Linked DNA regions of Sus scrofa: region 2 is linked to region 1. A link is a contact called in public Hi-C data. All regions are on one chromosome and are shown on one strand. The core of a region is the stretch at or near the end of the contact, and the rest is flanking DNA. Distances in the headings are between cores, read along the strand shown.

Region 1 (7,171 bases), core at 2,088-4,587:
GTTATTGCTAGTGACACCACGAAAGAGCAAAAGGGGGGGGGGGGCACGGGACGCTGCAATTGTTCACGTCTGTGCAATTACATTTGCACTCCGATCACAATGAAGCACCTGAGGTGCACGTGCGCACACAAATATGTCATGACAGGCATTTCTGTGTGTTGATTCACCTTCATGAGGACCTGACAAGACAGCTGGGAAATGGGGGCCAAAGAAAAAGGAAGTACCATTCCCACTGTGAAAGAAAACTGCAACAAAGGGCCAGGCAGCACTTTCTCAGGGGACACAAGGTGACCAAGACAGACAGCCACTGCTGGAGTACAAACTGATCCTCAGCTGTGGGATACACCTTTTTTTCATTCATTCAACAAACACTTCTCAGCAGCAACTATCCATTGGACAGTTATACATTCTCTGTGTACACCTTTTTTTAAAGGGGGGTAGGGGGACCAGCAGAAAAGGCCATATTTCCCTTTGTTCTCCGCAATTCTACCCCATCACTGAATAAAATTCAATTTCATGAAGCTGTCATTGATTTAATCCAAAGCAGAAGCAAAACTTCATAGGTAATCCCCCCAAAAAAAGAAAATCATTCTACAGATAAAAAGTTATCCCTCTATTTACAAAGTCAAAACATAAGTAATAATGAAATTGCCTGTTAGGACCTGTTTCAATAAATATTAAGTTTCAACTGTAAAAAGAAAACTTACTGCCTATTATCTGATGTCAGAATAATTGCAGGTCACATATCTGATTACAACTTAAATAAAACATAATGTAACCGACGAACCTCAGGGAAATCTTCAAAGGGAATAATGCAGGTCAAAAATTCCCTCTACGTCAGAAACTCCACTGGACTTATGATTCCTTCATTTGACCACCCTACCAGGAGCAGCTTTATCCATGAAGCCAGCCTTTTAGAAGACTTGAGACTAGGTTTAAGCTACACAGAACCACTGGGCTAAAAAGGAACACAGGCTACTTACGGGGAGCGCCTTCTGCCATCTCAATGGCCGTGATGCCGCAAGACCACAAGTCACTCTGCAGAACAAAGCAGGACGTTAGGCCACCATCTCAGCTGTGAGGGCACCAACTCACCCCTGCTGATCATACACACCAATAACATAAATGCCTCCTTTGAGGCATAAACCAAAGGGCAGTTCGCCAGGAAATTAAAAGCACAAACATATCTGGAAGAATACCTTCCAAATGAATGAACCAATGATGCAATAAAGGTAAAGCTGATTGTTAACGGGAACCACTGGTATCTGTGATGGAATTGAGAGGGCCCCCATAACAGCTTCTCTCTCCCTGCCCACTGCAGGCTTCACAGTTCAATGCTGCTTCATTTCTTCACAAGTATTCAATGATTTAGACTTCTAGCCCAGATCGATGTTTGTTCTTATGGTTTCTGATAAGATCTCAAACTTAACTAAGAGGTTAAAGGTTTAAAAGTTAGACAGTACTTTTTATGGAAGGTCCACAGCTGAATTAATAAAAGCCACCCTCACGCACTAAATGGACTTGCACGGCTCCCTCCACACAATCTTTCTGTATTAATTTTAAAACCTGAATTTTAACTTTATTTCCTATTCAATGTAAATTCCATGAGGGCAGGCATTTTTGTCTCTTTTATTCACCTTTGTTTCCCCAGAATTATGACTACCATGTGTTAGGCACTCAATATACACTGGATGAGAGATGAAGTTATATCAGCCAATTTGCTAAAATCCAAACAAGATTTTCTAAAATCTAGCTGACAGTTACCCTCATTAGCCTTCTTTGGTTTAGAAGCTATCCTAACAAACAAATTACCTAAAGTTGCTCATTTTAAGAATTTTCCTAAATACACCGGCAAGTGTTAAGATATGAACTTAATTATGAAAATCACTAATAAGTACATCAACCACTCTCATTTAATTAAGGGAAGAGAATTTTTTAAAAGTAGTTTCCATAAACACATTCAACCTGAGTCTGACCAAGAGGGAGTTTACATCAGGATCAAAAGGTGCATTACTGATACCAGTCCCTAGAGGTCACTCTAACAGTTTAAATAGACTTGGGACCAAGACAAAGCTGCAATGCTCTTCAACAACAAAGTTCATACAGATGAAGCCATTGCTTTATACTGACAATATCTTTAAAATAATATCTGATTATAATCTACTCTTCAAGATAAAAAGAAGAGCAAACAGGGCAGAAGCATTTAATTTGCTCTGGACAAAAATTTCTACAAACAGCAGAGTGACCCCCACAGCCTGCCCTGCCATCAAAGCAGCATCTCACTTAGTGACAAAACGGAGGTGATGTAGAATGGACCAAAACAAGCTCAAAATACTGTCCCAGCAGATGTGCCCCGGCAGTTCTCACTGATACAGCACAGGGGGCGGGGACAAAAAGGACACATGCCAAGGCAGAGACCCTCCCCGCCCCCACCCGGAACGGCAGGGCCAGCACCTTACCCTGTAGTCGTAGGTGGCATCAGGGTTCTCGTCACAGGCAATGACCTCGGGGGCCATCCAGTAGGGGGTGCCTATGAACGTGTTCCTCCTCCCCACCGTCCTGTCCAACTGTGCGCTCACGCCAAAGTCCACTGTGGCAGTGAAGGATAGGAAGAGGTGCACAGTGAACACAAGGAGGAAGCAGGTGGAGAAATGTCAGAACAGGGGCCTTGAGAGTAAACCTGTGTAGACACTCGAGCTTTCCCCCACACGGTGAGGAGCCTCCTCTCCAGAGTAGAGCCAGCAAGTCGCTCCACCAGCCTGAAAGTTTCCGGGAAGCCTGGAAACCGCCACCCCCGCCCCCGAACTTCCCAACTGCGATCCCCCAGGAGGGACTTCTGGGTGAGCCAGGAGCATGGGGAAGGGGTCTGGCAGCCGGGCCACTCAGGGAGCCCAGCTCCCACCTCTTGCACAAGACAGAAGCACCTTGTGGGGAGCGCCAGCGTTCTCCGCTAACGCTCACAGCGCGGAGGCTGCTGGCCGGGGGGCATGCACCGGACTACGTGGCGAGCCCATCACCTACCAAGTTTCACCTCTGCGTTCTCCGTCAGCAATACATTCTGGCCCTTGATGTCCCGGTGAATCACGTGATGGATGTGGAGATGTGCCAGTCCCTGAGCAAGAAAGACAGATCTGGATTTGGTTCTTTGTCACTCTGAGTATAAATAACTGAATGCACACACAGGCCAAAAGTCTCTGCGAACCGTCCTGAGAACGTACAATTCAATGTCAGTGCATTTCCAGGAACAATCACCAGTGACGCCCCCAAGCAGAGAGAGGCACCCCCATCCCAGTGAGGCGGGGCCTGGGTGGGGGAGGGGTGACCACTTTCCTGCTGCTCCCTGAAGACTGGCTTTTAGATGACGGTTTGCAACGTCGCTGCTGTAATTTGGGCTATTTGTGTACAGGGTGGTTCCTTTCCCACTCTGCATGCCTGTCTTGCAGTGGGTGATCAGGGGGCCTATATGAACTACATGTGCCCCGGGAGAAAGCCAAAGGGAAGGTGGGCTTTAAAGTCTAGCCCTTGAACCCTGCCTGGTTTTCCCACCAAAGAGCAAAAAAAAAATTGCTAACTAGTGATCCACCCCACGTGTAAAACAATTCTGCCATCAAAAGAGCTTTATATTTAAATAAAGTATCTTTCTTTCCCAAGGATGTAAATCCTACTGGGCATGGAGCACTTTCTGATGCCCCTGTATCTGGAAGGAAGCCCAGAGCATGCCTCTGATGAGAGGTGGTGGGAGTTCGCCTCCAAATATGGCCAGAAAGACAAAAAGCCGTCATTCTCACAACTCATGCACTGGCTCTATCTTTAGCTCGAGAAGCCAAATCTATAGCCTGCCTCCTTCAGATACAAGCAGCCTATTAACTCCAAAATGCCACAGTGCAAAAAAGGGTTGACCAGAAATAAGAGTTTGATTTTTCCAGTTTAATTTTTTGTGGGGTTTTATTGTTATTATTACTTTGAAGGATATGAATTAAACACAATGGCTGCCCTAGAACACTAATTTCCCTAACACGGAGGGTCTCTAAAATCATTTACTATCTGCTTTGAAATAGAACAGAGCCTACCTGATGGCTCAGTGTCCTTTCCCACCTCCCCGGCTGGGTGGTGTCATACCACAAAGCACCGAAAGCACATGGCAGCTCCGTGCTAGAGTGGGAAAGAAAGTCCCCCCATCCAGCATAATGCAGGAGGTGGTGGTGGGGGGGACACACTGCAGCTTCCCTCATTCCTACTGTCTTCCTTCAGTTCACTTTTTATTCTCTTTCACAAACCCCTTTCTTACACTTTTCTAGAATTATCTCAGCAGCAAACATTAAGCAGCCACATCTTCTCAAGTGTGGCCTGCATGTACTCTGCTTCCTTTCGAGGAATTTCTGTCCCGAGGCTACCAAGCCGGGGAGTGGATGCTGCCTGTGTCTGACGGCTCTCACTCCACGTGACCCTGAGCTGTGATCATTGTGAAGGAGGACACGTGCTTCCTGCAAGAAGGACCCAGGAGGATGGGAGTGTGCTCCTCCTTGACAATACGTAAGCCACCACTGCTCCTCCTCAGCAGAGATGAAAATGCAACACACAGTAAGCACCTACCCAAGAGCAAAGGGATCCATGTTCAAAACCAGGAAACGTTCTCCTATGGCTCCATCATAAGAGGTCACAGAACAAAGAAGCCATCAAAGGCTGTCCTTCAGTGCCAGCTGGGCAAGGCCGCTCGTGCCCTTACTCAGTGTGCACGAGGCTGGTTTCTAGGAAAACTCAAAGCCTCCATGTGCATGCTGAGTGTGGACATGGGCTGGAAGGAACACGTGGTTTCGCTGGTGAGTCTTGGGGTCTAGAGGCCTTGGTGGGCCAGCCCACGAGAGCTACTCTATTGGCGTCTGAGGCCTATACGCCAGTGACGATCGACCGTCTAAGAGCTTAACTGAGCAGCACCTGAATCTAATATCCACAAGGGACAAGGACATTTTGCCACTAGAGAAGCTCCCTCCCCCGGCAGGTCCTTGGGATGCAGGTGGATTGGCTTCCTTTACCAGGAGAGCTCACCCTCTCACCGCACTGCTCTCTTTACCAAACTGTCTCTGCTAACAGCCAACAAACACACATTAGTGTTTGATACCAACTCTCCTAGACGCTCTTGGTTGAATTTAGTTCATTTGGACTTTTGTCGTAGGAAAAATTTCCATTCTGGACAAAGGGTAGGTGAAGGAAACTCTGGTCTCAGCACCCAATGGGGTGGAAGACATTTGCTGCATCTGGAAGGACGGCCACTGAACTGCTATGTTCATGACCCTCCAAGGCCTCGAACAACCTGGGCTTCTTGCAAATGCTGAGATCACAGTGGTAAAACAGCGAAATATATACCCACATGCTTCGTTAAATGAGTCATGTACACGAAAAGTCATTAATTCTCCTAAAGACGGCACTTCCCTCCTAGGACTGGGATCTGCATTTTTACAGATGAAGGAAGTCAGGCCTGAAAACTGAGTAATGTGGCCGGGGTCTTGTAGAAGGTTTGGAGCAGAGACAGGACTCAGCCCAGAGTCTGACTCCCTCAAGGGTCCACACTCTCAGCCACCGCTCTCTCCTGCCCACCCGGCTAAGAGTCTTCATTATCAGGACAATAGACACATCTGCCCAGTCACTGACCGCCCTCACGGGGGAGTAGGATGGGGTACTCAGCTCCCCACCTGCAGGCTCCCAGAATTATAAAAGAAACCTGATGTTTTTATACTGAAATCTGAACGTGACTGTAAAGAGACAGGTCTTCCACGTCACCCTCTCAATTAGTTTTCTTAAGGCAACTGTCCATCTCCAAGGGCTCCAAAAAATACCTAAAAAGAAATTCAAACTACCTCTATGAATTCTAGAGGGCAGGTTTTTCTTTTCATTTTCTGCCCCTTTTAGAGCCACACCTGCAGAATGTTAAAGTTCCCAGGCTAGGGGTTGAATCAGAGCTGCAGCTGAGGCCTACACCACAGCCACAGCCACACTGGGTCAGAGCTGCATCTGCAACCTACACCACAGCTCACGGATCCTTAACCCACTGAGCGAGGCCAGGGATGGAACCTGTGTCCTCATGGATACTATGTCAGGTTCTTAACCCACTGAGCCACAACAGGAACTCAAATGCATTTTTCCTTAAACCTGCAGTCTTCCAGAAAACTTAAAATATAAAAGGCAGAGTAAATTTATCTACAAAAATAAAGTAACATTTTACATTTGTAGAGTAACACAAGAATTAAGATTTCAGTTCATTTGCATAGCCTTTTACTTTTTAAAATTGTCAGATAAATAGAAATCCACTCGAATAACAGAAGTATGTAATGTAGGGGTAGAGAGAAAATCAGCGATGGATGACCAAAAGGCAAGAGGCCCACTGACGACTCATGTGTACTTTTCAAATACGGACTTTTCAAACACTGCCAGTGCTGTCAGGATGGCTCTACTACTGAAAGGGGTCATCTAGAAGCTCCTAAACAGTAGTTTAAGTTCAGAAACTTGCTCTAAGGTCACAAACCAGCTTTCCAATTGGCTATAAATAACATTAAACATTAGAACTTTTTCTCATAAATACTGCAACAGACTTTAACAGCTGACACCCAAGTCCAAAAGACAATTTTGAAAGCCAGCATTGAGCATCATTACAGTGATTTATAAGTTTAGACAGGGGAGTCCCATAAGCACCAGAGTTAGTTTCTCCTCCCCTCCACTCTTTCTTTTTAATAACTTGAATTTGGGGAAATAGCAAAAAATAAACAAACAAAAAAATCCCACAACCACTACCTATTTAAGTCTCATTTCTTTCAACTATTTGCCAGAGTCCAAACTACGATGGAGCTTCGGCTCTCAAAGTCAGCTAGGGATGCAGACCCTTGGCTGTCCTGAAAAGAATCATCTGCAAAGCAGCATCTAAAGAGCAGCAACCCAGGGGGCAGGGAACACGGAGGAGGAAAAACATGCACGAACGCCCTGGCCACGCCCCCTGCTTACCCTCAGGATCTCCCGGGAGATGTAGGCAATCCAGTCCTCCTTGAGCGTGTTGCCCTTGGTGTTCTTCACGAGGTCTGTGATGGACCCGGCCCCGCAGAACTCCATAACAAGCTGGAGGGAGAGCAGACACACTTCGGCCACCACGTCCTGGACTGTGGTCTGCAACTTGCAAATCCCA
Region 2 (7,171 bases), core at 1,436-3,935, 220 kb after region 1:
AGGTCTGGTTGCTGAAATCATTTCCTTCCTCAATTTTTTCTTTCCCTCTTCCTAAGGAAAGCACCATCTTTCTGGTGGGCGGAATCAGGCCGTAGAATAAGAACTGTGGTGAGCTCTGCATGCTAGTTCCCAGTGAAGGTGGTAGAAGGGATTGGGCAGCGGTGAGTAAGGGAAGTAAGGGCCTGGAGGTGGGAAGATACTCCTGAATCAATGGAATGGTCCCGAGTCACTACCCTGAGTCCCTGAAGTCAGAGAACTCTACTGGCTGTGAGAACAGAGATGGCAGTGGGAGACACACTTGATTTTTTTTTTTTAATGATTTTTATTTTTTCCATTATACTTGATTCACAGTGTCCCGTCAATTTCTACTGTACAGCAAAGTGACCCAGTCATATACATATATATACATCTATATATCTATCCATATTCTTTTTCTCACATTATCCTCCATCATGTTCCATCACAAGTGACTAGATATAGTTCCCAGTGCTATACAGCAGGATCTCATTGCTTATCCACTCCAATGCAATAGTTTGCATCTATTAACCCCAGATTCCCAGTCCATCCCACTCCCTCCCCCTCCCTCTTGGCAACCACAAGTCTATTTTCCATATCCATGAGTTTCTTTTCTGTGTAAAGGTTCATTTGTGCCTTATATTAGTTTCCAGATATAAGTGATCTCATATGGTATTTGTCTTTCTCTTTCTCACTTACTTCACTCAGGATGAGTCTCTAGTTCCAACCATGTTGCTGCAAATGGCATTGTTTTGTTCTTTTTTGTGGATGAGTAGCATTCCATTGTGTATATATACCACATCTTCCTAATCCAATCCTCTGTCAGTGGACATTTGGGTTGTTTCCAGGTCTTGGCTATTGTGAATAGTGCTGCAATGAACATACGGGTGCATGTGTCTTCTTCAAGGAAAGTTTTGTCCCGATATATGCCCAAGAGTGGGATTGCTGGGTCATATGATAGTTCTATATTTAGTTTTCTGAGAGACCTCCATACTGTTTTCCATAGTGGTTGTACCAGCTTGCATTCCCACCAACAGTGTTAGGAGGCATACTTGGCTATGAAGACGGAGTTCAGGGCCACAAGCCAAAGAATGCAGGTGCCCTGGATGCTGGGACAGGCCAGGACGCACTCTCCCTGAGACCCTCCAGAAGGGAACAGCCCTGCTGAGAACTGATTAACTCAATGAGACTGGGGCCGGGGGGTGGGGGGTGCTTCTGACATACAGAACTGCAGGAGAACAAGTGTGTGTTGATTTAAGCCACTGAGTTTGTGCTAACTTGTCACAGCAGCAGCAGGAAACCCATATAATGAGTTGTAATACCTCTGAGAGCTGAGAGGCAGGCTGGGCAGCAGAGACCTTAGGGAGCTCCTGGTTCCAACCACCCCTACCCCTCTACCCTGAGAAAACTCCAGTGCAGCCCAGCAGCCCTGAGAGCAGCCAGCTGGGACCCAGGGTGTGGGCTCCAGCCAGTGCTTCCTCTGCAAGCTTTCCCGTCCTCTGGAAGCTGCTGGGGCGGGAGGGCATTTTCGTTTGCTCCTCACCTACTGTGGGACTATTTAAGGCAGGAATCAGCAATCGAATGGCAGTGCCAGCCTTTTCCAAGAGTCCATGATATGGTCACTGAAAAAATGTATCTGTAAATAAAGGATGTTGCAGCCATGACACTGTCACATTTCAGCCGCCTTGACAGTGAGCCCTGAGAGATGGGATGCCAGCCATCCAGTGGGCAATTGCTTTCAGTCACCCCAGACCGTGCACCCTGAGGAGACTCAGAATAGAAAGCACAGGATGCTGACCCCAGAGAGCTTAGGGGCGTACCAGGAGGATGATTTCTCTGAGCCCACACTCATACATCTTCTGGTCCATAGAAAAGCACTAAATTCCTAAACCAGAGATGCTTGGTTGTCTTTAATTAACAGTAACCTTTGGATGTTCCAGCTCCCTGGCCTTTGCTGCCAAAACGCCCATGCATCCTGGCTCCTCTTTTCCCTCTTCAGAGCATCCCTCAGAGCCACCTGAGAGGCTGTGTCCTGGGCTAAAGTCCTCTGCTTTGTCTGCCAAATAAAACATCATGCTCAACTTTTAGGTTGTGCATTTTTTTTTCAGTCAACTGTATCGAGTTGAAACATAGCCCTTTGTAGCTTCTCTGTGGAAGTCACCTCTGTCCATTGCTTCCTATGTCCTAAAAATAAGAGCACATAAGAGTTTTACAAAAACAAAAGGAAGAATAAAGAAAAGAGAGAGAAGAGAGCCCCTGTACAGACTTTCATAAAAATCAAACAAAAGGACCAGGATGGAGAAGCCGAGGGAGTTTTCACATTGGGCCTACCGTCTGATGGCCTTTGGATGCAGGGTGCTTGGTGGCTTTTCTTTCCCTGGATTCTATATATAGCGTGCCAGTTAGATCAGACTTTCCTCAGGGGGCCGACGCCCCTTTCGTGGTGGAGAGCCACCCCGGGAGCTTAGAGGGGAGGGGGCTGTTCTACTTTGCACTTCCCTTCTATTTGCACCGTCACCAGCTCACAGGTCCCTGTTCTTTTTAAAAAGATTGCTGGATGAAGTGAATAGTAAAATACAGCATTGCTTTCGCGGTCTGCACAGCTGCATCGCTGACACAGGGAAGGCAGGGCTATTTAAAAGAAATGATGTCAGCGACGACTCTGTGTGTATGAGTGTGTGTGTTTACAGCCAAGTTTCCAAGTCTGAATGGACAATAAGATCAGGAATAGCTGCCGGATATTTACTGAGAACCAGCAGACCAGAGGTGTCTTATCCGCAAGGCTGATGAGGACACTGGGGCCAGAGGTTACAACCAACCTCAATTCCCTCCTTCTTCCCTCCGAATAACCAGCCCCTCTGGGGGCTAGGGGCGGCTACGGCTTTCTTTCTTTTCCTCTAACCAGTTGTTTCCATTTTTACTGCTCTCACCACTGAGTGAGACATTTCACAAGGTCTCCTGATGAAGTTTTAGTGCTGGAATTCGATCCCATAACCACCAAATGCATTGCCAAACACACGTGATGTGAAAATTTACGGCTTTGGCCTTTCGAAAAATCACACGTAATCCTCACTCCCCATCTTTCTCCAGAGTGGTAAACACGGAAACCCTAAACTTTTTTTTTTTTCATTAAGGAGGAGGAAAAGATTGTGAAGATTTTATTGATTCAAGATACAAACAAACATCATCTGCAGCACCAAGTTTAAAAGCCAGGAATCTAGACAAGATCTTCCAGAATAAATACCACTTATGAAGTTGTCTTTCCAAAATAAATGAATTGGAACTGCATCAAGCACCTAGATCCAATTACCCACTTGCAGGAAATACAGAAAACAGATGAACGTGTCAAATGGTCACTCGGAGTTGCCAGGCACAAGATCCAGATCAGGGGAAGCTCTAGGACGCGTGACCTGGTTTTGCAATAAATGCATTGGAAGGAAGAGAGAGAGTATAAGAGAGGGGAGGAATCCTCTAGGTTAGTAGACTTAAGACACATCAATTGCTGGCAAGGCATGGCCCTTTCCATGGAGACAAGTGGAAATTTGAACACTGACTGGACATGATAATTTTAAGGAATTATTGTTATGGGGGTAGGGGCAGGAAACTCCCAGTTTATTGGGGGAGAAAAGCTCTTAAAAACAGCCACCACCACAACAACATAGAGATACGTGCATAACTCTGCAAGACCAGAGCACAGAACCCCGCCCCACCCCCATCTGAGGGGCACCGCCTCTGCTTTAACACCGTCTGTCTTATCCAAGCCTCATTTCTCCACTTGTGTGCTTTTTTTCCCTCTTTTTTAAATAGTTTTGTTTTTTCCATTACAGCTGATTTACAGTGTTCTGTCAATTTTCTACTGCACAGCAAGGTGACCCAGTCACATATCTGTATACATTCTTTTTTCTCACATTATCATGCTCCATCACAAGTGACCATAGTTCCCAGTGCTATACAGTAGGATCCCATTGCTTACCCATTCCAAAGGCAATAGCTTGCATCTATTAACCCCAAATTCCCTGTCTATCCCCCTCGCTCTCCCTCTTAGCAACTACAAATCTGTTATCCACGTCCATGATTTTTTCTGTGGAAAGGTTCATTTGTGCCATATATTAGATTCCACATATAAGGGATCTCATATGGTATTGGTCTTTCTGATTTACTTCACTCAGTATGAGAGTCTCTAGTTGCATCCATGTTGCTGCAAATGGCATTATTTCGTTCTTTTTTAAGGATGAGTAGTATTCCATTGTGTATATATACCACATCTTAATCCATTCATCTGTTGATGGACATTTAGGTTGTTTCCATGTCTTGGCTATTGTGAATAGTGCTACAGTGAACATACGGGTGCATGTGTCTTTTTCAAGGAAAGTTTTGTCCAGATATATGCCCAAGAGTGGAATTGCTGGGTCGTATGGTAGCTCTATATTTAGTTTTCTGAGGTACCTCCATACTGTTTTCCATATTGGTTGTACCAATTTACATTCCCACCAACAGTGCAGGAGGGTTCCCTCTTCTCACACCCTCTCCAACATTTGTTATTTGTGGACTTATTAATGATGGCCTTTCTGACTGGTGTGAGGTGGTACCTCATGGTAGTTTTGATTTGCATTTCTCTAAGAATCAGTCATGTTGAGCATTTTTTCATGTGCTTGTTGGCCATCTGTATATCTTCTTTGGAGAAACGTCTATTCAGATCTTTCACCCATTTTCCAATTGGGTTGTTGGCTTTTTTGCTGTTGAATTGCATAAGTTGTTTGTATATTTTAGAGATTAGGCGCCTGTCAGTTGCATCATTTGAAACTATTTTCTCCCATTTTGTAAGTTGTCTTTTTTTTTTTTTTATGGTTTCCTTTGCTGTGCAAAAGCTTGTCAGTTTGATTAGGTCTCACAGGTTTATTTTTGCTTTTATTTCTGTTGCTTTTGGAGACTGACCTGAGAAAACGTTTTGTAAGGTCGATATCAGAGAATGTTTTGCCTATGTTCTCTTCCAGGAGTTTGATGGTGTCTTATCTTAACATTTAAGTCTTTAAGCCATTGTGAGTTTATTTTTGTGCCTGGTTTGAGGGTGTGTTCCAGTTTCATTGATTTACATGCGGCTGTCTAGTTTTCCCAGCATCACTTGCTGAAAAGACTGTCTTTTCCCCATTTTATACTCTTGCCTCCTTTGTTGAAGATTAATTAACCATAGGTGTCTTCCATTTGTGCTCTGGATTCAAACTTATCTCACCTCTTCTAGAACCTTTCTCATTCTCTCTCTCTCTTTTGGATGCACCCTTGGCATGTGGAAGTTCCCAGGCCAGAGATTTAACTTGTGCCACAGCAGTGACCCAAGCAGCTTCAGTGACAATGCCAGACCCTTAACCTGCTGCACCACCATGGAACTCTTCTTTTAGGACCTTTTGAGAAACATCTATTGTTCCTTTTCTCATCTATATTTTTAATGTTTCTTTCTAGAACTCTTTTTTAAAAATGCCATTTGCAGCCACATGGATGGAACTAGAGACTCTCATACTAAGTGAAGTAAGTTAGAAAGAGAAAGGCAAATACTATATGATATCCCTTATATGTGGAATCTAATATATGACACAAATGAAGCTTTCCACAGAAAAGAAAATCATGGACATGGACAACAGACTTGTGATTGCCAAGGGGGAGAGGGAGGGAATGGGATGGACTGGGAATTTGGGGTTAATAGATACAAACTATTGCCTTTGGAATGGATAAACAGTGAGATCCGGCTGTACTGCACTGGGAACTATATATAGTCATTTGTGATGGAGAATGATGGAGGATAATGTGAGAAAAAAGAATGTATAGGAGTTCTTGTTGCGGCTCAGTGGTTAATGAATCTAACTAGGAACCATGAGGTTGCGGGTTCGATCCTTGGCCTTGCTCAGCGGGTTAAGGATCCAGTGTTGCTGTGCGCTGTGGTGTAGGTGGAGGACGCGGCTCTGATCTGGTGTTGCTGTGGCTCTGGTGTAGGCCAGCAGCTACAGCTCCGATTAGACCCCTAGCCTGGGAACCTCCATATGCCATGGGTGAGGCCCTAGAAAAGACAAAAAGACAAAAACACACACACAAAAAAAAAAAGAAAGAAAAGAAAGAAGTGTGTATATATGTATGTGTGACTGGATCACCTTGCTGTGCAGTCGAAAATTGACAGAACACTGTAAACCGGCTATAGTGGAAAAAAATAAAAATCATTAAAAAGAAAAAAACTGCTTCTTAATTCTATGATGTTCTGCAATTTTCAAGTTTCACACACATGGTTTCATATAATCCCATAAGAGACCTTTTAAAAAAAATGCCCTTATCCTTTTCCCCTTCCTACTGGTAACCACTAGCTTTTTCTCCATATCTATGAGTCTGCTTCTATTTCTTCCTTCACTAGTTTGTTGCATTCTTTAGATTCCACCTATAAGTGATATCACATGGTATTTATCTTCGTCTGACTTACTTCACTTTAGCATAATGCCCTCCAAGTCCATCTATGTTGCTGCAAATGGCAACATTTCATTCTTTTTGAGAGCTGAGTAGTATTCCACTGTATATATGTACACATCGTCTCTATCCACTCATCTAAAATTGTTAGAACAGTATTGAAGTTGTACATTTTAAAAAGAATTACCTACCTTTTAGCATACACACTGAAATATTTAGAGAGGAGAGCTCTTGGACTTGTTCTAAAAAAATGTCTTAAGAGGAAGGGGGGTGGGGGCATGGATGAAACCATATCTTCATGAATCATTATGCTGGGAGAAGGGACTTGGGTGCCTGGGGATTCATTAGATTGTTCCATCTACTTAAGCACATATTTGAAATCCTCATGATACAATGTTAAAAAAAAAACCACGTAGCATTGCTTAAAGCAAAAACACAGAATCCAGAATCCCTACAACATGCCTGTGTTCAAGGAAAAGTCAGAAGCGAAACAGATTAAGGGTCTAGACGTCCCTAAGTCCTCTTTGCCAGCCTCTGTCACCTAGAGGGACACCTCCATCTCACCTGTCTGAGGTCTCACAGGCTTGGCTGTTTGTGGAACACTTCTGTGGGGATCTGGAGGGGGTGTGTGAGTGTGAGAAGTTGCATTCACCCTCATGGAGAACCAGATATGGCCACAGTTCTCAGCCCCCTGCCCACTCCCCCCAACAGC

Evidence for each region. Hi-C and Micro-C count contacts between places; a contact is called where the count stands out from the background.
Region 2: a contact with region 1 is called in a Hi-C map of heart right ventricle, with 8 times the contacts expected there. The contact joins two enhancer-like sites. A contact is called at or near these places in 2 of 47 Hi-C or Micro-C datasets (embryonic fibroblasts and heart right ventricle) and 2 of 2 datasets of contacts at active chromatin or transcription factors (alveolar macrophages and skeletal muscle).

Annotation. Positions count from the first base shown.
Region 1 is chr3:52,538,329-52,545,499 of Sscrofa11.1, forward strand. MAP4K4 (mitogen-activated protein kinase kinase kinase kinase 4) reads right to left here. Exons shown (of 29, transcript XM_021087163.1): 5 at 6,994-7,104; 6 at 3,022-3,112; 7 at 2,460-2,590; 8 at 984-1,038. Among named protein-coding and RNA genes, the nearest start is that of MAP4K4, 110 kb to the right of the region's middle. Within about 2 kb of position 3,338, at least 14 of the 83 cell types and tissues checked have an H3K27ac peak or open chromatin away from gene starts, as enhancers often do.
Region 2 is chr3:52,761,811-52,768,981 of Sscrofa11.1, forward strand. No RefSeq gene overlaps it. Among named protein-coding and RNA genes, the nearest start is that of RFX8, 76 kb to the right of the region's middle. Within about 2 kb of position 2,686, at least 24 of the 83 cell types and tissues checked have an H3K27ac peak or open chromatin away from gene starts, as enhancers often do.